Regions from separate parts of the Mus musculus genome. Here regions 2 and 3 are each linked to region 1. The links are chromatin contacts, called in public promoter capture Hi-C maps. All regions are on one chromosome and are shown on one strand. The core of a region is the stretch at or near the end of the contact, and the rest is flanking DNA. Distances in the headings are between cores, read along the strand shown.

What was found. Promoter capture Hi-C pulls out the DNA fragments that hold promoters and counts their contacts.
Region 2: a promoter capture Hi-C map of hippocampal neurons shows a contact between it and region 1, with 15 times the contacts expected there. The contact joins the enhancer-like site here to the promoter of Ido1 in region 1. A contact is called at or near these places in 15 of 39 promoter capture datasets (the 3T3-L1 cell line, 3T3-L1-derived adipocytes, the C10 cell line and 9 more), 19 of 484 Hi-C or Micro-C datasets (the AML12 cell line, adipose-derived mesenchymal stem cells, brown adipocytes and 11 more), 1 of 115 datasets of contacts at active chromatin or transcription factors (bone marrow-derived macrophages) and 2 of 9 other capture datasets (adipose tissue and liver).
Region 3: a promoter capture Hi-C map of hippocampal neurons shows a contact between it and region 1, with 6 times the contacts expected there. The contact joins the enhancer-like site here to the promoter of Ido1 in region 1. A contact is called at or near these places in 13 of 39 promoter capture datasets (the 3T3-L1 cell line, 3T3-L1-derived adipocytes, the C10 cell line and 9 more) and 1 of 9 other capture datasets (liver).

What each region holds. Positions count from the first base shown.
Region 1 is chr8:24,595,254-24,598,509 of GRCm38.p6, forward strand. It overlaps Ido1 (indoleamine 2,3-dioxygenase 1), which reads right to left and starts at 1,699. Exons shown (of 10, transcript NM_008324.2): 1 at 1,588-1,699. The coding sequence starts at 1,686. It overlaps Gm51565 (a long non-coding RNA gene), which reads left to right and starts at 358. Exons shown (of 2, transcript XR_003947523.1): 1 at 358-767; 2 at 1,390-2,191.
Region 2 is chr8:23,594,942-23,598,593 of GRCm38.p6, forward strand. No RefSeq gene overlaps it. Among named protein-coding and RNA genes, the nearest start is that of Gm30471, 52 kb to the right of the region's middle. Within about 2 kb of position 1,275, at least 9 of the 459 cell types and tissues checked have an H3K27ac peak or open chromatin away from gene starts, as enhancers often do. A contact at or near this core is called in hippocampal neurons, where this site is marked.
Region 3 is chr8:23,312,583-23,315,823 of GRCm38.p6, forward strand. No RefSeq gene overlaps it. Among named protein-coding and RNA genes, the nearest start is that of Gm24335, 24 kb to the left of the region's middle. Within about 2 kb of position 1,884, at least 9 of the 459 cell types and tissues checked have an H3K27ac peak or open chromatin away from gene starts, as enhancers often do. A contact at or near this core is called in hippocampal neurons, where this site is marked.

The DNA.
Region 1 (3,256 bases), core at 449-2,948:
TTGGAACCACACCCAGTGCTGTCCTAATGTCCCACCCCTAGGGCTGCTTCCTGTTAGAGCAGTGTTTCTCAACCTGTGGGTCGTGACCCCTTTGAGGCTGCATTCTTTTTGGGACTACCTAAGACCATCGGAAAACACAGATACTTACATTACAATTCAAAACAGTAGCAAAATTACAGTTGTGACGTAGCAACGAAAATAATTTTACCGTCCGGGGTCATCACAACATGAGGAACTTTAGAAAAGGTTTCAGCATTAAGAAGGTTGAGAACTGCAGCGCTAAACCCTGAGGTGGTCAGTTCCACATTCGTGACCGGATACACGAAAACCTCAAAACCAGGCACGCCAGGGCACCCAAAGATGCAGGCGCCAGGACACTTGTAGCAAGGATATCAGGCTTGGTGCCCAAAGACGGGAGAGCCTGAGGCTGCATGCTAAACTGTAGTCCCGCCCCAAGCAGCAAGCCACTGGATTGGATGGGAGCTGCGCAGGATGCTCCTCGTGAGCACTGCGGGGTGCATGCTTCAGATCGCTCCCGGCTGGGCGAGCTGATACAGGCTCGCTGCTACCCTTAATTCTGCAGTGTACCCGTGCCTCGCCTTCCCGGGAACTGCCTTGGTTTTCCATATCTGATCCCAGTCTCTAGCCCACTGCCCCTAGATCTGTGCCTTCCTGGCTCCATGGCTCTTTGCGTCTGGGTCCTAGAGTCACCCGAGCTCAAAACGTGCGACTGACTACTTACTCTGTTCGGGTCTTAGTGAGACTAGGTGAGCATGGGGCACCTCTAAACGAGTATTTTGCTTCTTTGCTATTTTCCGTAAGTGTTGATAATGAAGATGTGAATGATAAATTGGTATGCGTGGCGTTTTTGCAGTCCAATTTAATGACATAATTTTTGTTTGTTCAGTGCGTTCTCAGCTTTTGTTTTATTTAAGACTGTCTGGCCTTGAATTTGAGGCTATGCCCCTGCCTCTGACTCCTGGGTGATGGAACTATAGTTGTTTCCCACTGTACCTGGTTGAGACACGAGGCATTTCCCCCACATGCACCGCACTTGGATTCCAAAACTTGCACAAAAGCACAATCAAGGTTGTTCATACCTTCCTTTGGATTATGCTTGGCAAACCACAAGCATTATTAGTATGAAACAAAAGTTGCTTGATCTATCATCTCATATACTGAAATCAGTGAGGAGCACAGATCGATCCATTTGATAAGGTTCAGAAGAGAAATGTTTCTATGGCTCTGGGCATTTGAATGTTGCTGTTTCAGGACACCGTGCTGGAAAAGTCATTGTGACAAACTGGCTTCCCTTCTATGAGCCCGTTTCCTTCACGAAACTAAAAAGACTTCTCATGTGCCCCTTCCCTCACCACTTCACATTTCCAGGTTAAGAAAGTAAGGGCTGGATTTTGAGGAAGAAGAAGAAGAAGAAACACTGAAGAGCAGCCAGGCTCCCTTTTTGTAAGTGGGCTCTGAATTTGACATCACTCATTCGCTTAAGAGAACCTGAGACAGAGCTGCTTACTTAGAAATTCATCTGTCGAGATAAATAATGAGGACAAAGCAGATTTTCACTTTTCTTACCAGTGGATGTGGTAGAGCAAAGCCCACATCTTCATCTATGTGGTGGTCTTCAAGGATCCTTCTAGAACCTTCTGTAGGAGATATTTTACTGAGTGCCATTGCTGTCTACTCCACTGACCCCCCACTTGGCCACTGAAGGAATGTCCCAGCATCTCTTATAGGGTTTAGCCAAACCCCACAGCTGACACGTAATACTCGGGGAGAAGTGGCTTCCACCTGGGACAGTTTCATTTTCTGTTTTATGTATTTGCAATTTGATAAACAACCAAACCACAAAGGATCTCTCTTCGTCATATGAAGAAACTAAACATTTGTGTTTCTTATCAGATTTATCCCATAAGGACATCAACTGTTGGCTCTGATGGCCTCAGCTTCCCAGTGCCAATTATGGTGACCGAGTGCACACTCAGGCCTCGGCCCTGGAAACCACCCCATCAGTGGTTTGGGTGGCCACCTGTTACCCCAGCAGGAGGATTGGGTGTTCAAGCCACAAAGTGCCCAACTCACATGACAAGAACCATGAGGACAGGTGACCAGGAGAATGCATTTTGCTTTAGAAAACGTTCAGAGTTTGGGTTTAAAATAAAGACAGCCGAACTAGCAATAGCTGTCCGTTATTGGCTTTCACACGAGGGAACTTATGTCCTGTTTTAAATGTCAGTGTTTTGTCTCTCCAGCTCTGAAACACAACCTGGGACACACAGGAGAGTCAGCCTCAGAAGTAGCACAGAGGGGGATCATCACCAGACCCTTCCCCCTAGTTTTCTTCCCTAGGTTCTTGTCTGTGCTAAGGCTAATGGAGGGTTCACTTCTTCACATGATTTGTAAGCCATATCTTGGAAGGTGGTCCACCTTTCCTACTCTATCTGGCTGCCAGGGACCGACTCCTGACAAGCTCTCAGCCCTGCCCACCTGGAGATTCTCTAATGTGTTCAAAAGTAAAGAGCAGCGTCAAATAACTAAAAACATTCCTTGCAATACAAAATTGAGACTCTGGTAAAGGTGTACAGAGAACTCCTAAGTTTATGTCCACTTTGATGAAATGGATTTTGGGTTTGTTGTTGTTTTGTTTTGTATGGGTTTTTAATTAATTAATTAATTAATTAATTAATTTTAAGAAAGTGCCTCGCCAATTTGTAAAACACATGAAACTGAAGAAGAACGAAGACCAAAGTGTGGACACTTTGCCCCTTCTTAGAATTGGAAACAATCACCCATAAAAGGAGTTACAGAGACAAAGTTTGGAGGTGAGACAAAAGGATGGACCATCTAGAGACTGCCATATCCAGGGATCCATCCCATAATTAGTCTCCAAACGATGACACCATTGCATACACTAGCAAGCATTTGCTGAAAGGACCCTGATATAGCTGTCTCTTGTGAGACTAGGCCGGGGCCTAGCAAACACATAAGTGGATGCTCACAGTCAGCTATTGGATGGATCACAGGGCTCCCAATGGATGAGCTAGAGAAAGTATCCAAGGAGCTAAAGAGATCTGCAACCCTGTAGGTGCAACAACATTATGAACTAACCAGTACCCCGGAGCTCTTGACTTTAGCTGCATATGTATCAAAAGATGGCCTAGTCAGCCATCACTGGAAAGAGAGGCCCATTGGACAGGCAAACTTTATATGCCCCAGTACAGGGGAACGCCAGGGCCAAAAAGTG
Region 2 (3,652 bases), core at 25-2,524, 1.0 Mb before region 1:
AGTGAGTCAGATTCAGACCATATTGCTAACAGGCAAAGAAGGATGTGAATGTTGCATAAATTTTGTTATCCTCTGCACAAAAATCCCGGGGAGATGAACACAGTCCTGGGCATGCATTTGTTTCTTTGTGTCAGGTATGCATCCTACCAATGGCACCTTTTGTTTTTACATGAAGAAAACCAGGAAGGAAAAACTTGACCCTCACACAAGAGCGGATTAAATGAAGTATGTGGCATATCCTATTTTAACTTCGGTTGTACAGGTTGGAATTTTTACAGAAGTGATGTTGGAAATTCAAAAGCCCAGAGCCACATCCTAACCTAATGCCAGCACAGATCAGGGCAGAGAAGATAACTTGTGTTAGTCCTTGCTGATTGCCGAGGGGACCTGTAAGTGGTGACCTTGAATAGTATGGAGTGGACTGTTTGCATGTGGGCCTGAGGTACAGGCACTTACAAAGCTTGTCACCTAAGGACCTACCAACACCCATCAAGGGCTACTAACTCAAGTCCCACCTCCCTCTTCTCTCTGTCTTCCTCCACAAGTATTCTACCCTGTCTGGCCTCAAGCTCCATCCTGGCCGCAGATACAAAGGAACAATTCCAGCCTTCTGGGAACTCCAACTAGGGAGACAGACAAGTGTTGAGAGAACGCTCATTCTGGTGGCCTAAGTAGTGGGAAAGGAAATTCATGGCACTTGGAGAGACGAGGAAGAAGGTCATAGCTCCTTCAATTCAGCTTTACTGAGGCAGGTTAGAACTGTTACTCTGGCTCCTTGTAGTGTGGGAGAACTGGTACTATCTCCGAAGTGGATAAGCCACCCATTCCATCTGGGCTCTGGCTAAAACATTCCCCCCTTGTCACTAGCAGACCCTTCCCACCAGGATGGAGGGTTCTGCTGTCTTGTATGACCATCGTGTTTGGCCGGTCTCAAACCTCTTAGGCAGACTCTGTCCATAGGATTATTTGAATGACTCAAAGGAGCTGATTGATGGCTGCAGTGGGAGGAATGTCTCTCTCAAACTTGACTACCCCAGGTACATTGAGAAGGGGACCTAAGTAGATATTACAGCCGTGGTCTATTAGCCATGAAAATACCCAAAGCAAGTAATGACAAAAAAAATCCAGCCAACCTGCCCCTTTCTTGCTATCTTTTAATGAATAAAAAAAGAAAAATAAAATATCTCGAGGTGAGTATTAACTTTCTTACTTCTAGTAGATGGGTCTTTCCTGGAGAGACGCTATCTAGTTCAGAGGGAATGAGCCTGAGACCGGCATTTTAAGCCAAATCAGTGCTAATTGCTGATATCTCTTGCTGCTCCAAGATGATTGAGAGCGGGACTGGATTGGCTTCTTGCTGAGAATAATTATGAGGCGTTTCATGCTATGCTTTAACCTCTGGGCTTTGGCTCAGAAAATCCCTTTGTCCTTAGTGAAGAAGTCCCCCAAAGGGCTGTGGGATTTTTGGACAGACAGCTGCAACACCAGTCTCTTCCACACGGTGGCAGACCTTCCCCGGGAAATGCGCTCTTCCGCGGCCATCGCAGCCTTAAGCAGGGTTTCACAGCAATCCTTGCCAAATGTCATTTATGTTGACTTGGCTCTGTTAATATGTCAGAGGGGATATGTGCTCAGACATACTGGTCAGGTTTGTTTATTACAGTTTCTTTTTTTAATTTAGAAAAAGAAATCAAAACAAATAAAGCTTTCACTATTTCAATGGGTGCGCATAATGGATCAATCGGAATAGTTAGAGAGGGGTATGGGAGGGAGAGATAAGGAGAACAATTGGGTGGATAGCCACAGCTGCAGCGCCCCTTGATGCAGTTCTTTCTTTCACTGTGGTGTGGATACGATCTCAGTATCTGTTTCAGGTAATTTGTCCTGGTGGGAGGCAATGCTTTCTCTTGCCGCTCCCTTTAAAATGGCAGGGGAATGATTCTCCCCACTCAGACCCGCAAGCTCCTGCTTCCTTCAGGAACTGGGGAGGCTTCCCCCAGTCTTGTGGCTGGCTACTTCCCCTCTTAGGTGCTGAGAACTGTTCTTAAAAATTGGCTTAACAAAACCAAACAACCATGTGCACACATGAATAAAAATGAGATAATCACTCTAGAAAAGAAAAATCTCTGTACATAAACCCAACTCCAGGTATGGAGATGACACAGAACTAGACAATGGAGGAAGACTTCTCCATACTAGGGATTCTGGGACCCTCACTCTCATTCCCTGGTCGCCCCCCAGCATCTAATCACCTGGTCGTGATCCATCGCTGGAGGGAGCCTGGCAGGCACAGTGCTGTTGCTGAACTTTGAGCTGTGTGACTCAGAAGGCCACCGTGGTCTCTCCAAGCAGAAAGCAGGTGTCACTAAGTGACTCACAGTCAAGCACCCAAAGGGAGGCAGATGCAAGATGCAGCTGGGGAGGAACCTTGCCTGGAAGCTGACAGCATTTTCAGGACCGCCCCACCCCTGCCCAAGTCCTACATGGCAGAGGCAACCAACAGAACAGCTGGCTTGGACTCCGGGTGGGACATGGGCCTCTTGCTCACAGCTGACTTAGTAATCAAACAGCCAAATGTTGCTTGCTGTAGGCTTTCCCTAAAAAACGATTTCTGCAGAATAATACTAAAGAATGCCACCTTTCCTCAAAGTGCTGGCTGGACCCGAGTATTCAAAGTTCATTCCCTGGCATCTATATCTGTTGCTGGAAAAGCTATATCCAGGGAAACGAGTACTGGGGAGTTCATAGAGGAAGCCGGTATCATCTTAAAGTATCCATTTTTACTGGCTCTTGAGGCGCTACTAGTGGGGGCTGCAAGGTGACTCTTGCAGGCTCAATGGCCTCTTCTGCTACCCAGGCAGGGGTCTTGGGCTGGTGAAAAACATGCACGGTGCAGACCAGACCCACTTCAGAGGGCAAATAGATCAGCAACCACCAGACTTTTGCCTAGCAAACCATCTCCTTGCTTTCTGCACACTTAAAGAACAAACAAACACACACACAAACAAGTACCTCATAGCACTAAACTTCTACCCACTTTGCAAAGAAGAAACATGGTGGGATGGGGGTGGGCAGGTCTCCCTCAGACTCTGACTTCTGCATCTAGCCCTCGGGCCTCGAGCCGTTTGCCAGGGATCAATCCTGTGCTCTTGGATACAACCACACTCTGGGCCCCTTTCTTGTCACATGAGGTCAGAGTTCCAGAACCGCCTCCTGTACCTCTCAGAAACGTCCTATTCTTTGGTTTTTCCGTGCAGGTTCCAAGCGTGTCTCATTGTCCCGTGTTCCTAAGGGAAATGAATGATTCCAGTCTATTTGTGTGATCCCTTGTAGACTGATCTTTTTTATTCCCAATTTTCCCCTTTCATTAAAAATAGATTATTTGTTCTCCTGGCGTCCTCATCCCTACTGACTCGTACAGTCTTTCCACCTCCCTTCCTGTGGGATTTCCTGAGCTCTGAGGGGAGGGATTTGTTGGAGACATCCCACTTAGACTCTCTCATCTAGTAATGTCTGGCTGGGGGTCTCTGCTTCTTTCCCATCTGATGTCCTAGAAAACCTTTCTCATGATGCCTAATAAGGCACTGATCTCTGAGTATAGCAGAATATCATTAGGAGTCATTTTATCGACTTTTTTAAAAAAGCATTTATT
Region 3 (3,241 bases), core at 634-3,133, 1.3 Mb before region 1:
AAAAGCTTCTCTCTGCAGTGAATGGCAGTCAGTGAAGAAACTCATAGCTGGTCATGTGACTGTTGAGTGCTGAGCTCTAAATAGGAAATGTATATCATTCCCCATCCCAACGTTTAGTGGACATCATGGAAGACAGGGCAGATAAAATGTCACAGCCACATGAGACATGCTGTGGAATTCTGTCTTCTGGATAGGACGTGGCCGCTGTGCTAATGGACTGACTGAGGCTATGTTTACCTGTCTACGATCAAGCCAGGAAGATTAATCAAACATTACATTCCTCTGCACTCAGTGGGTTACAGACACCATAAAAAGACATTAAGGTGGGAGGGACAGCAGTGTGAAATATTGCATAAAATGATCAAGATACATGGTATTCTTGTATGGATTTGCCAAAAAATAAGAAAAAGATGCTCTGCAAAAGACTCCTTGTTTAGAGAAATGGCTCAGTGGATAAGAGCCTTTGCTACATTTGCAAAGGACCTGGGGTCAATTTCCAGCACTTATGTGGCAAATCACACCCACCTATAACTCCAGTTTCCTCTTCTAGATACCATGGGTACCAGGCACACGTGTGGTATGGCATATATATGCATGCCAAACATTCAAACACATAAAATAAAAATAAATTTTTAAAAAAGATTTATTTATTTATCTCGTGTATGTGAGTACACTGTAGCTGTCTTCAGACATACCAGAAGAGGGCATCAGATACCCATTACAGATGGTTGTGAGCCACCATGTAGTTGCTGGGAATTGAACCCAGGACCTCTGGAAGAGCAGTCAGTGCTCTTAACTGCTGAGCCATATCTCCAGCCCCCAAAATAAATATTTTTAAAAGATTTATTTACTTATTATATATAAGTACACTGTAGCTGTCTTCAGACACATCAGAAGAGGGCACTGGATCCCATTATAAATGGTTGTGAGCCACCACGTGGTTGCTGGGAATTGAACTCAAAACCTCTGGAAGAGCAGCCAGAGCTCTTAACCCCTGAGCCATCTCTTCAACCCAAAATAAAAAATTTTTAAACAAATGTTCCTGTAAGATTTTTGGGAGGATAAATGGTAAAATTTCCAGGACAAGTCTTTAGTGTTGTCTAATCCTCCCTGATTAGCACATTCTGAGAGCACATTTTTTTATTCTTAAAGGGAACATCTTGCACTTGGCCTAAACCTGTCCCAGACCTTCTGTATCCCATGGAAAAGGTCTTTGTGTCTCCTCTGCTTTCAAGGAGGCCAGCTTTTATTCACTGTCCCTTTTACAGATCTTCAATCCCTCGGTGTACCAGGGATCACTTTGCAAATGTGATCATTAAAGAGCAATAGACTGCTGCTAGCCAGGAGAACGAAGGAGCTGAGCAGCATGGCCAGTTCCAAGGGAAGGAAATTTTACCTTTTACTCTGTTTTCTCCTCCCCCTGTCAAGACACCAATCCAAGCTGAAGTCAGCAGGCTCTAGCACTCCACAACCAAGGCTAAAAAAGACCTGATGCACAGGCTTGAACAAACAAGCTTACAGGCTATAGAAACTTCTGGGTTTCCCTTCTCCACATGATTGGATGAAGCCTGAGGGGATCTCAAAGGATCCTCACGCCTCCCCAGGCACCTGAAGCCAGAGCCTGGCCATTGAGACCACATGCCCAACCCGGTTTTGCCCAGCTTGTGGAGGGATTGGCATTCCAGCTAAGGCTCCTGGGTTAGCCACACCACAGTTTTGAGAAAGGAAGGTTTAAAAGAAGTGACCCCACCCTTTCCACCTCCCCACCCCCCATGAGACCATTTCCCCCTCTCCTCAACCCCACTTCAAGTCGCCAGATAACAGGAGCTGGAGAGGGCCGTGTCAAACTTCCCTGAGGCATCTGTTGTGCTCTCAAAATAATTTAGTTTCAAAGCTGAGCCCAGATGGACCGCATTTCCCTGACTTTTAGCTCGTTCCAATGTGCAGACAGTTAAGATCATAATGTTAACATTTTCTCTGTTTTATGTGCATATAAAATATTCCCAAAGAATGTGCCTTTGAATGCAAAGTTTGATCCAATTACAATTTTATAGTTTATAAAAACATAAAAAGTCTGTTTTCTGGGTGTTTGAGACCCCGAGGCCTTTACAGTCAACTTGGAAGCTTGCAGGGAGCCGTAATTGCCAGCCTGTCAAAGAGGACCCCGTGGAACTTAGAATGATGAGCCCGTGAGGGAAGCATGAGAACATTCCACGGTCTCCCGGGAGTGAAGGAGATACCGGTGCGGGGAATTGGAAACAATCCTGTGGTCTTGGATCAGATTGAAAATGATTGTTGCACTGTTTTTCTAAAGGGGGGTGGGAATAGAATAGAGAAAGGAATCTTGTAAACTTAATTTCTGTGGTCTAGAAGACACAAGGTAGCTCAGGCAGTTTTTCCGTTCATGAGACAGAGGAATGAATGGGTCTTCAGCCAAGACGTCAGACGTGCCTCTCTCCAGGGAAAACGGCAGAGAGTTCCTGGAAATGGAGGTGGGACTTTTTCCAATCACTTTCATTGTATCTCACAGATAACTTCAGCAGGGTGGGCATTGGTGCTTTCTTCGCACAAAGCCAACAAGGTTAGGGCCTGAGATCTTTTCCAGGTTTAGAATGCTAACGCCGAGCACGGAGGACAAGCCGTTGGGACACATGGACGGCTGTCGGCAGCACGTTTGGGGGTGGGGGGTGGGGAGGGTAAATGTTTATGAAGTGAAAGGAAGTCTGGAATAGAGTCCAGATTGGAGGACTTGCTTCTGCAAAAGCAAGGTGGCATGACCAGCCTGCCGCTGAATAGATCACATCTATGTGTGTGTATGAGTGGTTCGTTGAGCTAACACCCTGTCCCATGTAGAGATGTTGATGCGGTGTTTCTCTCGTTGGCTGGGAACAGTGAGCGGGTATACAGGATTGTTTTGTAAAGTCAATGTGGAATGGGTTTCCTTCCAGGGACTGTCCACCTCCAGCAGCTTTCCTGTGACATCCACATGCCGGAGGAGCAGAGCATTGTCCCCTTGCACTCACATCAGGCAGGTCCCCTAGCTCCGGAAATGTGTGATCATCTGGTGGTGATTGTTTTCATGGTACCGATTCTAGGCTACATCATTAATTAGGGGAATTCTGGCTCTCAGAACTACAGGAAAAATACAGTTCACCTTGTTACTTAATACAGGAAACATGTGAGACTCAAATAGGTCAAGGGATTTGGAGAAAATCACACAGGTTCTTGGATCAGGCCTCCT